3 separate regions of the Sus scrofa genome follow, and all the other regions are linked to region 3. The links are chromatin contacts, called in public Hi-C and HiChIP or PLAC-seq maps. All regions are on one chromosome and are shown on one strand. The core of a region is the stretch at or near the end of the contact, and the rest is flanking DNA. Distances in the headings are between cores, read along the strand shown. Region 1 holds the start of SETD2 (histone-lysine N-methyltransferase SETD2). Region 2 holds the start of PTPN23 (tyrosine-protein phosphatase non-receptor type 23). Region 3 holds the start of KIF9 (kinesin-like protein KIF9).

Region 1 (4,473 bases), core at 264-2,763, 67 kb after region 3:
CTCTGGACCTGGATGCCATGCCTAAAAACCAGAAAAAAAAAGCCCAATTAATTCCCAAGTGAGAAACAATGATGACAAAGTACTAATAGACTCTGACAGCATATATATATATGTGTGTGTGTGTGTATACACACACACACCTATACACATAGAATGTAAAAAAGAGCCAGTAAAGGACGTCTAGTGTCATATACTTTCAGGCTGTTAAAACGTAATACCATAGATTGGGTCTACAAACAAGAGAAATTTATTTCTCACAGTTCTGGAGGCTGACGGTCAGAGATCAGGGTGCCAACATGGCTGAGTTCTGGTAAGGGCCTTCTTTTGGGCTTCAGACTGCTCAATGGGCTTTCATAAGGGCACTAATTCCATTCACTCGAAGGCGCCACTCTCATGAAGTACTCAACTCCCAAATGCCCCACCTTCTAATACCATTATCTTGGGGGACAGAATTTCATAAATGAATTTGTGGGGTGGAATACACATTCCGTCCATAACACTCGATCCAATTGTTTGCTGGTAAAATCCGATTCAAAATTACAGTGGGGAAAAAAAAAACTACAAAAAAATTGATGAACTCCCAATTTCGAAATGATCAATTGCCATAAACTCTTCAACGTCCTGAGAGTTTAGCTAATGGCTTTATGCATTCTTCTCTCTGCTTCCAAAAATACTTAGTCTCACCGCGTCATTTTTGCAAGAATGTGATTAATAGTCTTTTCTTAAAGGACATTTCCTCTAAGGTCTTAAGAACCACGCAGAAGCGCTGCTCCAATGTTGAGGCGGGGGCAGAATACAGCTTCAGGTGAGGGGGTAGCTGACTGGACATTGCCGGGAGATGGGCGGTGGGGGCCCAGCCTGCCCAGAGCTGGCGGACTGGCGGAAGGGGCGTCCCCAGGGCTCGGCTTTTAAGGGCGAATCACCGGCACAGCACCGTTTCCATACTGGCTGAGGGGTGAGATGAAGAGGCAAGGAGGAGGAGAAACAGAAATACAGGAGAGAGGGGCCAGAGGCTCAGGAGAAGCGGCGACCGCCTTACCTCAGAGCCCGCAGGCCTGGGGGAGGGGCCCTCGGCGCCGCTGCGGACTCTGGCGCTCCCGAAGGGCTGGTTTTCAAGGGCGGTGGGGCAGGAAGGTTGGTGTCCCGCGGGGCTCGGGATGTTCCTCCGACGTCGCGCGTAGACAACCCCGGGACGCACCGGGTCACGCCTCAGCACCCTGCCGCCTCAGCGGGCCCGAGGGAGGGGTCGCGACGCTGCGGCTCTCTGTCCGGGGCGGGCCAACAGTTCTAGGGCCTGAGGCTTATTGTTCCGGGAAGTCGTAGGCAAAGTCGGGCTGGGTCTTCAGGCTGCGCCCAGCCTCTCCCACCCTTCCCGCCCCTCCCGTCCCGATCTGAGGTCAACCCACAGCTGCCAGCGCGACGACTGGCGGCGGAAGCGCGGCGAGTGCGTGTCTCTTTAAGGGGCCGGGCCTGTGCGGCTGAGGGGCGGGCGGGGTACGCGTCGCTCACGGTGTGAGAGTGTGGGGGAGAAAGCGGCGGGCGGGCGCCGGAGGGAGGGAGGGAGCAAGCGAGCAAGCGACGCGGGCCGCCCCTGCCGCCGCCGCCGCGGTCGGACCTGCGGCCTCCTCCCCTCCCCTCCCTCGCGTCGCCCTGCCGCGGGGAGGGGGCTCGCGTCGCCGCCTCCAGTAGCTCCTGATGAAGCAGCTGCCGCCGCAGCCGCCTCCGAAGATGGGGGATTTCTACGACCCCGAGCACCCGACCCCTGAGTAAGTATCAGCTCCGTGGCCTCCTCCTGCCCTCTGCCGCCTTTACCCGAGCGGGGGGCGGCGCGTCCTGACGGCTGTTGGCGCAGAGAGTAACGGGTGCGCGGTGGACTCGCGCGGGCGGCGTGGGGAGCAGGCCCGCGCCGCAGCCACAGTCCCCTCGTCCGGGCCGCCGCGGGTTGGCGGTTGGGCCCGGCGTTGGCGCCGCTGCTCGCGTCGCAGCGGCAGTTGGGCCGGGCCGGGCCGGTGGGGGAGGGGCGGCGCGGCCTCAGCTGCCGCCGCGTCTGTACCGACCCGGCTGGCCCAAGCCTTGGCGGTCTCCTTCGGCTCCTCGCGGTGCGTTGGGGCCGCGTTGTAGAGCAAGGAGCCGAGTCCGCGGAGCAGCCGGTGCCAGACTCGGCGAGAGGGCACTGGCGAGGGTAGGCCGCGAATCCCCGGGCTCGGGTGGAAGCCTGGCCCGTCGCCTGGCCTCCCGGCGACGGCGGCTCTGACCGGAAGGGCCTAGCGCGCGTCGCCTGGCCCAGGGCGGCCGAGGGACTCGCGCTGCGCTCTCGGTTTTGATTTTTTTTTTTCCCTCTTGGAACTCGTTCCAGGCCTGGTGGTGCTCCCGGCTTCATATTCTGCACCTTTGGCACTTTGATTTTGTAATGGCGAGGTTTGAGTGGCCCCGCTGTTGAGGTGACACTGGGTTTGTTTTTCCGCTCGAAAATGAAAGCCTCTGGAGGGGCATACATTCTCTACTAGATTATGAGATTTGCACACTTTCGGACACTTTACTTCCTTGGTAGCAGAAACCTCTTACTCTAAATGGATGACTTTCTACGCCTTGTGAATAATTTGGTAAAAACCAGGAATCATTTGAGGGTTTTCTAAGCAGTGTTCCAGAAGACCGAAAAATCGTTTTGCCCAATAGTCTATTTTCAACCTAGGACATTTTTACATTTCTGTTGAAGGCTCTGCTACTGTATCTGTTATCTCAAGAGAGCTTCCACTCCTTCTGATCCTGGATTCACTTGTTTCTCAACGTCCTCACAAAACTATCGTTTTAAAAAGCTATACTTAACCTCCATTTGCTGGTGTTGGTTGAAGTCTGGACCTAAGAATATACAACTCATTTCAAACTTAGCTGTTGATAGGGTTTTCAGATGCGGCTGTCACTTCTAAGACCAGAATGATTCCAAGAGATTTGCTCTTTTGACACATTTTGCCTTAGTTCTGCTATGGCTCTTTTTTGGAACCCTTTGCCAAATCTTTTCATCTTGGTCCAGAAATGTCTGGGTCTTACTTGATAGTTCTTAGGTTCACTTTTCCACTCAGAAGGATTCTGTTGGGGTGTAGGTGGTTATACCTGAACAAAAAGAGGAATAATGATTCTGCCTTTCTAAAACAAAACCCAGCTCTTATTTGCAATAGTAAATTGTCTCAACATGTTATATCCTTTCATGAGTTCTTGCCTATAGTCTAACCTTACCTTAAATAGATTGTTTGGATTTACTGTGCAATCATCAGTTCAGTTACAAAGCTCATGTATATAGTTTTTGGTTCGAGAACTGGAAAACCTCAAAAAAAAAAAATTCTGTGTAATGATCCAATAAATGCTCATTGAGCATTTATCCTGTGCAAAATAACACTCTAGCCCCTGAAGGCGCTAAGTGCCTGCTTTCAGTTCCTTTTTCCAGGTTATTTGTTGAAGTCCAGAAGCTTTAAGGACCACATGCTTAAACTTCTTGAGGGAAAACATAATTTTTCATACTGTGTGGGAAAGTGGACTCAGAAGTACATCTTCAGTGGACCAGAGTGTGGGGAGGAATGAAGAATGTTTTATGGGCGTTCCTGTTATGGCTCAGTGGTTAAAAAACTTGACTAGCATCCATGAGGATGCGGGTTCGATCCCTGGCATCGCTCAGTGGGTTAAGGATCCGGCATTGCCATGAATTGTGTAGGTCCCAGACGTGGCTCGGATCCGGCATTGCTGTGGCTGTGGCTGTAGTCTGGTGGCTACAGCTCCATTTGGACCCCTAGCCTGGAACCTCCATATGCCTTGGGTGTAGCCCTAAAAAGACCAAAAAAAAAAAAAAAAAAAAAGACAAAATTTTTTTGTGTGTGAACCCACATGGAGTATGTAAAGAAGACGTTTTTTGTCATAATACTGTAGAAAGTGGAAGTGGTCTTGGTAGGCATCATGAACAGTATCACCAGTTTCGTTGATGTAGGAATTGAAGCCTAGGTATGTGAAATGTTAACAAACATTAAAAAGTAGTATGTGTAAGCTAGTTTGAGTTTGCACCACTGGAGAGAGAAAAGTGGTATAGTATAGGGTTAAAGAACTTGAATTTCAGAGTCAGGGAGACCTGGACTTGAATGCTAGTTGAACCTTGAGCAAGTGATTTCATCTCTCCAAGTTTTGGGTTTTCTCGTCTTTGAGGTAGGTGTCGTAATGGAAGCAACTTCACAGGGCCTTTGGGAGAATAATGTATGAAAAGCACTTCGCACAGAGTGCGCGTATCTTTCTACCTCGGGTCATGGGGGAAAGCTTAAGACATAGTTTTTTTTTTTTTTTGGTCTTTTTGGGGCTGCACCTGCGGCATATGGAGGTTCCCAGGCTAGGGGTCTAATCGGAGCTATAGCCCAGTGGTTAAAAAACCTGACTAGCATCCATGAGGATGCGGGTTCCATCCCTGGCATCGCTCAGTGGGTTAAGCCACAGCAC
Region 2 (4,288 bases), core at 1,695-4,194, 130 kb before region 3:
CCTCTACCAGACTAGGAATTCCATGAAAAGAAGGACTGTCTCTTATTATTTCAGGGCTCAGCATGGTACTCAACACGTCAACCTCAACAGAGCCAATTTTCACCCTACTATCCTAAATTAAATTCTACCCTTCAAGCTCCAAATCATTGGTGAAGGTTCCTGAAGCTCAATTCAGAAATGAAAAAGGTTACCCATGGCAGAAGGCACAGTGTGGGCTCTAGGGTTGGGGAGAGAAGCCAGGTCAGGAAGATTTCCCAGGTGCAGTGGCTACTGCAGTCTACTCTGCACTCTAGCACCTGAGGGAGCTGGCCATTCTAGAGCTCAGCCCACCCACCATAGACTGCTATTCCTTTTCAGTGGGTTTATGTAAATACATGCCACAATCTTAACCTATCAAATAAATAGTGGGACCTTTCCCTTTCCTCAAAATAAGGAATCAAAGAGCTGATGTCTAAGAAATGAATTTTTTCATCAGCATCTGATAACACCTTAGTAAATGGCTCAAGAGCAACTCCTGTCATGGAGGCCCAGGGCTTCCAGGGAAATCACTGCTCACGTAGTACCTTGAGGGCTAGCTGTGAGTGAAAAGAGCATCAGAGGCTAAACTCAAACAAAAAGATTTCCAAGGAGTTCCTGAGCTAAGATTTTATCCACTGAATTTCCATAAATTTATGCCACTATCTCTTAATTTCCTCTCAACTGTCATTCGGTCAATTGAGAAACATTTTCCTGCATGCCAACTATGTAGAATGGCCCCTGCTAGATTATGAGTTGCATGGAGATGTCTCTCAGGAAATTTACCATTCAGTGTGGGGGGGGGGGAGGGTAAACGGCGCACATAACTGTCACCAAGAAAAAGATAAAAAAAAAAAGAGTTAGAGATTCAGAGAAGGGAAAGATTAATCCAGACGAAAGAAGGCTTATGGATGAGACAGAGCTTAAACAGGACCTTGAAAGACAAACAGAACCAATAAACAGACATTAAAAACAAGCCCCAGCCCCACCCTACAGGGCAAAGATGAGAGCTGGTCCGGATGGAATTTCACAACCAAATGCATAGAAGACCAAACATACAGAGAATATTAAGGGAACAAAAGTGGCTATGAAAAGAATCTGGGATACTTGTATTAGAAGAACACAGAAGCACATACTGGGCCCTGAAGAAATGCTGAAAGAACTGGGGTAGGTCAGAGAGAACTCTAAATGGGTTACGGATGAACTACGAAACAAAGGAGTTTTGTTGTCTTTTACAGAAATTCATCCAATTGTACTTGTATAAAAGAGCAGAGGGAGGAGCTCTCTGCTGTGGTGTAACAATATCCACAGCATCTCTGGAGCAGTGGGACTCAGGTTCAATCCCCCACCTGGCACAATGGGTTAAGGATCCAGCGTTGCCACAGCTATGGCACTGGTCAAAACCGTGGCTCAGATCTGATCCCTGGCCTGGGAACTCCAAATGCTGCAGGGCAGCCAAAAAAAGAAAAAAAGGAAGGACCAGATGGAGAAAAGACCCAAGTTTTGGACAGAGCTAACAAGATTCTGGAATTTTAGATCAACTAATCTAACTTCCTGGTCTTACAACTGAGGGAAAAGATGCCCAAAGACATTAAATTATAGACCCAAAGGAATACAAACTGTTAGTATCTGAACTAAGGCAGGGGTGTAAAGAGAGAAAGAGAGAGCTTCTTGGGAAACTACTTTTTAACCAATTTTCTTTCTTCTATTTCTTTTCTCAAGCACCTGAGTGGTGCACCATCTAGCTTTTGGCAGACGCTGTGCTAAAACCACAAGGATGTCAAACTCCAAGGGCCTCCTGGTTTTACTTTTCACTTCCCCTCTTACTCTCAATGCTACCAGTGGTCCTTCCCAAGGCAGTAGATACATGCCTCAGACAGCACCTGATTCCCAGTCGACAAACCTGGCCCCATTTTGTACCGGCCATACATGATCTCGCCATAGCGTTCCCTTCCCTCCATTAAGGCTAAACCTGCCTGATTCCTCCCTCCAAATGAAGATTCAACAAACGACTGCGAAGGTCTCTCCAGGAGCTTCAACACTGTTTATCCTCTCTGAGCAGTCGTGAAAAGCAGCAACCCTCCCCCAGATGACATGGAACTGCATCTTTTGGTCCAAATGGGATCCAGATTAGAGTTCTTCTGAGATCAGAAGAGAATTGCATCAAATGTCAGAGAAACTCCAATCGCAGATCAAGCATTCCAGTGGGTCATCCTCATCCTAGTCGGGTCGTGGACTGATTGCGCACCGAGCGCCGGGCACAACCATTCCACCCAGACGGTCACAGGGGGACGCCCACTGATCTCCGTGGGACAGTCCTGGCGTGAAAAGGGGGCGGGCAGAACTAGATCCAGAGCGTCACACAGAGGAAGTGAGGTGCCTTGGTGGGAACCGTGGATAGCCCTGGGCCAGAAGTGGAAAAGCTGGTTCCAACCAGACAGCGGGAGCTAGCCCCGGGCGGGCGAGAAGAGAAAATGGTCTGCGGTCTCGCGTGGGTGGACCAGGCTAAGGAAAGTCAGCGGAGGCCGTTCCTGCCTCACCCGACCCTGCGACAGGGCCTGGGAGAGAATGGACGCGCAGGGGGCGTCACGCGCTGGCGGACGACGGAGATACCCCGGAAAAGTGGGGGGTGGGGGGTGGGAGGCGCACTCACCTTCTTCACGGCTGACTGAAAGTGGAAGTCACCGGCCTCTTTCAGGTCCAGCCAGATCATGGGCATGCGGGGAACGGCCTCCATGGCGGCTGGCGCTCCCCCTGCCACCCAGCAGCTTCCCTAGCTTTAACAGCAGGGGCTCAACCGCGCGCACCGCACCGCCCCTCCACGCCGGAAGTCGCTTGTCACGCGGGGATGAAAAAAAAGCCCCCAGGGCCTGCTGGGAGATGCAGTCCCCGTCCGCGCAGCCTTGCGTCCAGGATCAGTTTCCGTTGCGCATGCTCAATCTCCTCCGCGTGAGACTAGGGCGTAGAGGGCAAAATCTCCAGCCAGCGGCGAAAGCGTTTCTGGGAGTAGTAGTCTTTCTGCACTGATCTTCCAGGCAGGGCGCCTACTGGTTTACTTCTCCAGAGCAAAGTAAACCTGCCAGGTCTGGCTACAGCCCTTAGCGTTCTCTACTCAGGGGAAGGACATTAAAAAACAGTCCTGTAGGAGTTCCATCTGCGGCGCAGGGTCCGGATCCAGCACTGCCCTGCGTAGGTGGCAGGTGCAGCTAGGATTTGATCCCCTGCCTGGGAACTGCCTGCTGCAGGTACGGCCGAAAAAGAAAAAAAAAAAAAAAAAAAAAGGTTAAAATGACAGACTTTACGATAGGTACATCTTACCAAAATTTAAAAAAATGAAGAAGAAAGAAAGAAAAGAGGAGTTCCTGTCGTGGCGCAGTGGTTAACGAATCCGACTAGGAACCATGAGGTTGTGGGTTCGACCCCTGCCCTTGCTCAGTGGGTCAAGGTTCCGGCGTTGCCGTGAGCTGTGGTGTAGGTCACAGACGCGGCTCGGATCCTCCTTTGCTGTGGCTCTAGCATAGGCTGGCAGCTACAGCTCCGATTCGACCCCTAGCCCGGGAACCTCAATATGCCGCAGGAGCTGCCCAAGAAATGGCAAAAAGACAAAAAAAAAAAAAAAAAAAAAAAAAAAAAAAAAACAGAAAGAAAAGAAAAGAAAATTCAAGGCCATGAAGATAAAAATTTTTTTAAGGAAAAAGAAAAATTTACCAGCATCTTAAAAGTTGTTTCTGGAGGACTATCTTGGAGTCACCTTCTCATAGGTGGGAGAAATGATGATAAGACCACAAGTCTGAAATCAAGGTATCAGCAATGTTGGTTTCTTCTGAGGCCTTGCTCCTTGGTTTGTAGATGGATGTCTTCTACCCGTGTCTTCTCATAGTCTATGTTCTAATCTCCTTTTTTTTTTTTTCTTTAAGTCTTTTTGCCTTGCCTAGGGCCACTCCTGCGGCATATGGAGGTTCCCAGGCTAGGGGTCCAGTTGGAGCTGTAGTTGCTGGCCTACGCCAGAGCCACAGCAACACTGGATCTGAGCCGCGTCTGCGAGCTACACCACAGCTCAGGGCAACGCCGGATCCTCAACCCACTGAGCAAGGCCGGGGATTGAACCCACAACCTCATGGTTCTTAGTCGGATTGGTTAACCACTGAGCCACAACGGGAACTCCCTAATCTCCTCTTACAAGGACACCAGTCATATGGGATTAAGGCCTCATAACCTCCTGTTAACTTAATTCTTTTTGTTTTTGTGTTTTTCAGCTGCACCTGCAGCATAT
Region 3 (4,281 bases), core at 251-2,750:
CTGATGTTAAATAACTTGCCCAAGGTTACAACTAGCATTTTAATCCAAACCCTTCTATTTCAAAAGCCGCACTCTTAACCATTGTACTCTATTGTCTCCAGAGTCTGACTCAAATATGTGGGAAAAAAGTTTCCTTAACTTTGTAGACAATAAGAAGAAAAAAGATCTCTGAATAACTTTGTTTTTTAAACAGGGTCTTCGCAGATGCTGACAGCCTTCTAGCCAAAGCTCAAAAGGGAACATCACCTGCAGCAGAATCTCTCCACCTGGAGGGCTCCTCAGGGCTCAGCAGCTTGGCCAAGGAGCAGCACAGCAAGCATCTCCAGCAAGAATGGATGCAAGGCACAGGAGGAAGGCTGGATCTTGGGCACAGAGTGCCAATAGGGAACAGGTGATTAAGAGATCCCCGTCCCCATGAAGCCCATCAGTTCATTCTGAGACCTTCGTGGTGGTGGTGGTGGTAGTGTGCCTTTTAGTGCGGAACAGAGTAGCTGCCCACCTCAAAAGATTCCCAGATCCGATTTTAAAAGCTTTTAAGAGACAAGGTAGTCACCTAACAATCAAGGGCAAGCAATGACTCCTATGAAAAAGCCTACACATCTACGACAGCGCAGCTAACTTCGAGGGGGCACCAAGAAACGTCTATGGTGGTAAGAAAAGTGCTCCCGTGATGCCTACTAGAATGTAGAGACGGCCACGGCCCCCTCCTCCATAGAGGAGCTGCAAATCCATTTTCCCTTGGTCTGTGTGACAGAAAAGGGAGGCGGCACCCCAATGTCTTCACTCCGAGGGCCTCAGCGACGCACCTCTCGAGCCCTTTCCTTCTAAGGAGTAAGAGGCGTCCCTGTCCGTCGCCCCGCTTAGCCCCAGTCCCCCTCTAGAATTCGGCAATTCTCTCTCCCCTACTCGCTCTCCCTCCAACCTCCTTTCCCCACCCCTCAGCGTGCTAGACCTCTCCTCCCCTATTCCTCGCCTCTCTTCCCTCCCCATTTGGTCCCTTGGCCCCGACTGTCGAACCGCCTGGCCCTGGTACCTTGAGCGTCACGTCGCACAGCTTGCCCTGCCGTCGAATCTCCTCCATGACGCCGTAGCCGCGACTAGGCAACTCGGACACAGAGAAGTGCACCAGGTCCTCCAGCTCCTCAGCGCCGTCCTCCACCATCTTCCTCTGCCGCCGCGACTGCGCAGGCCCAGCCTGCCGCCCCGAAACTAAGCAGGGCGGGGCGAGAGAGCGTGCGGCCGGCAGCTCGGAGCTCCGGGCTGGAGTAGGAAGGGCCTGCGCGGCCGCCGTAGTCTCAGACTACTTTGTGCCGGAAGCCCAACCGCCCCGCTTCCTAGTTCTTGCGCATCCTTTGTTTCCTCGTTACCGCGACCCTCGCTTCGCGCCTGCAGCTGCCGCAGTCTTTCTTGATTAATCCGTCCCATCTCCCGTCCTTCTTACTCAGCCCTGACCTTACTCATATCTCAACAGAGGACAGAGAACTTCATTTCCGCCACTACCCCGTGCTTCCTGAATCGCCGGAAGCGGCAGGTTGCCATGGCGACTGTGTACACAGCCTGGCAGAGGCTCAAGCCGGGATTCCTTCGCTGCTCCTGCTGCGGTCGTGCTGTGGGAGGGCTCCTACCGCCGAAGAGGTAATCAGGCATCATGCTTCGCCGGGGTTGGGAGGAGGGAAGCCGGAAAGCAGGTGTTGGCTCTGGCGGCGGGCAGTCGCTGGAATTTGAACAGCGCTCCACCTGGGAATTCTCCACTTTGGCTCAGTAACCTGTGAAACCTGGGCGGAGGAGGGCGAAGCGTCGCGGGGACCCTTTTAGCCTGGCTGCCGCTAAGGGTGTTCGAATCTAACGTTCCCTGGCCCCACGAGGGCCCTGCGTCGCGTCTGAGGTTTAGAGACCTCTAGTCTTCTGGACCCTTATGTGTTCGTAGAATTTCTAGTTGGAGTGGGCTTTGGGATTGCCAGTCCCAGCTGTTCGCTTTACAGATGTAGAAACCTCTCCAGAGAGGGATAGAGATGGTCTCCAAACCCACTGCCGAATGCCACACAAGGGTCCAGCATGTTGGGTCAGGAAAAGGAGAAAGGCTAGTTCTACTTGAGTTCCAGTCTTTTGTTTAGTCCAAGGCTAGGTGCGTTTGGGCTCTGGGAGGCTCTGATGCTGCTGCCTCTCTAGTGGCTCTGAGAGTTCTGATGGCCGCTCAGAGGTTCACTTTTTTTTTTTTTAATGGCCGCACCCATGGCATTCGGAAATTCCTGGGCCAGGGTTTGAATCTAAGTCACAGCTTCGACCTGCAGATCCTTTAACCCACTGCCCCAGACTGGGTATCAAACCCGCACTTTAGCAGGGACCTGAGCTACTGCAGTCGAATTCTTAAGCTACTGTGCCACAGCAGGACCTCCATAGGTTCACTTATTTACACCAGAAATAACTAAATGTGGTGTCCTTGAGGAAGAAGCATTTCCTACAAGGTCCTGGGGGAGAATGACCCTACTAAAAGGGAAAAGTGTTGAGGGGCTGGAGTTGGCTTCTTGCAGGTGGTGCCTGGAAACCCATTGTCTGCCTGGAAGTGTTGTGATGTTAGGGGTGGAGGCAGTATGGGAAAGGAGTGACATTATTTGCTCTTTGGGACTCTCTCAGTAGTGACCGAAGATGGACCCACATATGGAAATTCAGCCATCCTCTGACTTCCAGCCATGACCATCACCACCAATCACCATTTCTTAAGCACCTGCTCTGTGCTGAGCACTGTTCTGAACTTTGAGGGGGGATTCAAAAGAGATAGAAGGCACAGTCCTGTCCCTCAAGCAGCTTGTAATTTAATCTGGGAGCTGAAACCCACTCAAATGATGCGGCGTAAGAACGGTAACAAGCATTATTTCAGTAAGTGCACAATGGCATGGGGTCCTCAAATGTCTGGGTGTTGAGGGGCTGCTAGATAGCAGACTCACAGGAAGGAGCCAGTTAATAGAGAAAGCTGGTCTCAAGTGGATATGGGTCCTGGTGTGCCTGGAGCCATGGGTGTAAGCATGGGAAGTGCCTTGGGAAGCATAGATATGATGACTGCATGTGCATGTGGGCAAACTGCTGGGCAGAAAAGGGGCAGGCTCTGAGGGGAGGGAAATGCTTGGAGGTGGCTTCATGCTGCCCTTGGGCTGTCATTGGGGAGTGGTTTCCAGGAGGGGGGCTTGGGCATCTGCCCCCAGAGCTGTCCTGTTTCTTCATGGTCCCTTGCAGAGGGCACCTTGGACAGTATCTTAACTTCCTTGGGCTGGAGGATGGTTCTCCAGACGGGTATGGAGAATGCTTCCCAGAGCTTTAGATTTCGAAGGTCATTGTTTGCTTGAGTCAACACACCTCCCTCCACTCTCCACTTCCCAATAGCCTAGATCAAAGTGAACTTGGAAATGAGATATTCTCTTTAGTTTCCTCAATTTGGGAGTCATGTTAGAGCTATTTGTGGCTTTTCATTTCAAGAGCTCAATTTTGCAAACGAAGATTTTGGAACTGAAATTGGACAAGCTGTTATCCTTAGGTACCTTTTAGATTCATTTTCTAAGAATTAAAAGATCTGAAAGATCTCACAGTGACCAGGAAAAGACTTCCATGAAGTAATTAGTTGAGGAATGTTGGAAGTGACACATGCTCTACAGTAGGCAAATGTGAAAATAACGTTTGCTTATTTGAAGTGACAGTTGAAGGGTTTGTAATAGGGTTAGAATTTTTTATTTTGTCTGCTTCATTAAAACTGTAAACTGAAAGGGCAGGACCTATTTAACTTGCTTCTGTAGAGATATTTAATGCCACTTGATATAGTTAAGATAATGGTAAGAGGAAATCAAGTGTTCACCACATTTGACTGTGTTGTGTCTGAAATGTGAAGGGATATTAATACTTTAAAAATCTGGAATCGGGAGTTCCCATCGTGGCGCAGTGGTTAACGAATCCGACTAGGAACCACAAGGTTGCGGGTTCAGTCCCTGACCTTGCTCAGTGGGTTAAGGATCCGGCGTTGCCGTGAGCTGTGGTGTAGGTTGCAGACGCGGCTCGGATCCCGCGTTGCTGTGGCTCTGGCGCAGGCTGGTGGCTACAGCTCCGATTCGACCCCTAGCCTGGGAACCTCCATATGCCGCGGGAGCGGCCCAAGAAATAGCAACAACAACAACAACAACAACAAAAAAAAGACAAAAAGACAAAAAAAAAAAAAAATCTGGAATCGTTTCTATCAGGTAACACTCACTTAACCTCTCTCAGATAATACATATAAAATGTTAATAGTCTTTATTT

What was found. A called contact is a pair of places that touch in the nucleus more often than the background predicts. HiChIP or PLAC-seq counts read pairs in DNA pulled down with a chosen protein or histone mark.
Region 1: a Hi-C map of liver shows a contact between it and region 3, with 5 times the contacts expected there. The contact joins the promoter of SETD2 here to the promoter of KIF9 in region 3. A contact is called at or near these places in 3 of 47 Hi-C or Micro-C datasets (fibroblasts, heart right ventricle and liver) and 2 of 2 datasets of contacts at active chromatin or transcription factors (alveolar macrophages and skeletal muscle).
Region 2: a contact with region 3 is called in an H3K27ac HiChIP or PLAC-seq map of alveolar macrophages. The contact joins the promoter of PTPN23 here to the promoter of KIF9 in region 3. A contact is called at or near these places in 1 of 5 promoter capture datasets (liver), 4 of 47 Hi-C or Micro-C datasets (embryonic fibroblasts, heart right ventricle, liver and 1 more) and 1 of 2 datasets of contacts at active chromatin or transcription factors (alveolar macrophages).

What each region holds. Positions count from the first base shown.
Region 1 is chr13:29,993,325-29,997,797 of Sscrofa11.1, reverse strand. SETD2 (histone-lysine N-methyltransferase SETD2) reads left to right here and starts at 1,513. Exons shown (of 22, transcript XM_021068704.1): 1 at 1,513-1,766. The coding sequence starts at 1,696. It overlaps LOC110256227 (a long non-coding RNA gene), which reads right to left and starts at 1,766. Exons shown (of 2, transcript XR_002337517.1): 1 at 1,040-1,766; 2 at 1-21.
Region 2 is chr13:30,189,315-30,193,602 of Sscrofa11.1, reverse strand. It overlaps PTPN23 (tyrosine-protein phosphatase non-receptor type 23), which reads right to left and starts at 2,944. Exons shown (of 25, transcript XM_021068730.1): 1 at 2,669-2,944. The coding sequence starts at 2,752.
Region 3 is chr13:30,060,090-30,064,370 of Sscrofa11.1, reverse strand. It overlaps KIF9 (kinesin-like protein KIF9), which reads left to right and starts at 1,500. Exons shown (of 21, transcript XM_021068719.1): 1 at 1,500-1,635; 2 at 2,635-2,877. KLHL18 (kelch-like protein 18) reads right to left here and starts at 1,287. Exons shown (of 11, transcript XM_021068725.1): 1 at 1,034-1,287. The coding sequence starts at 1,162.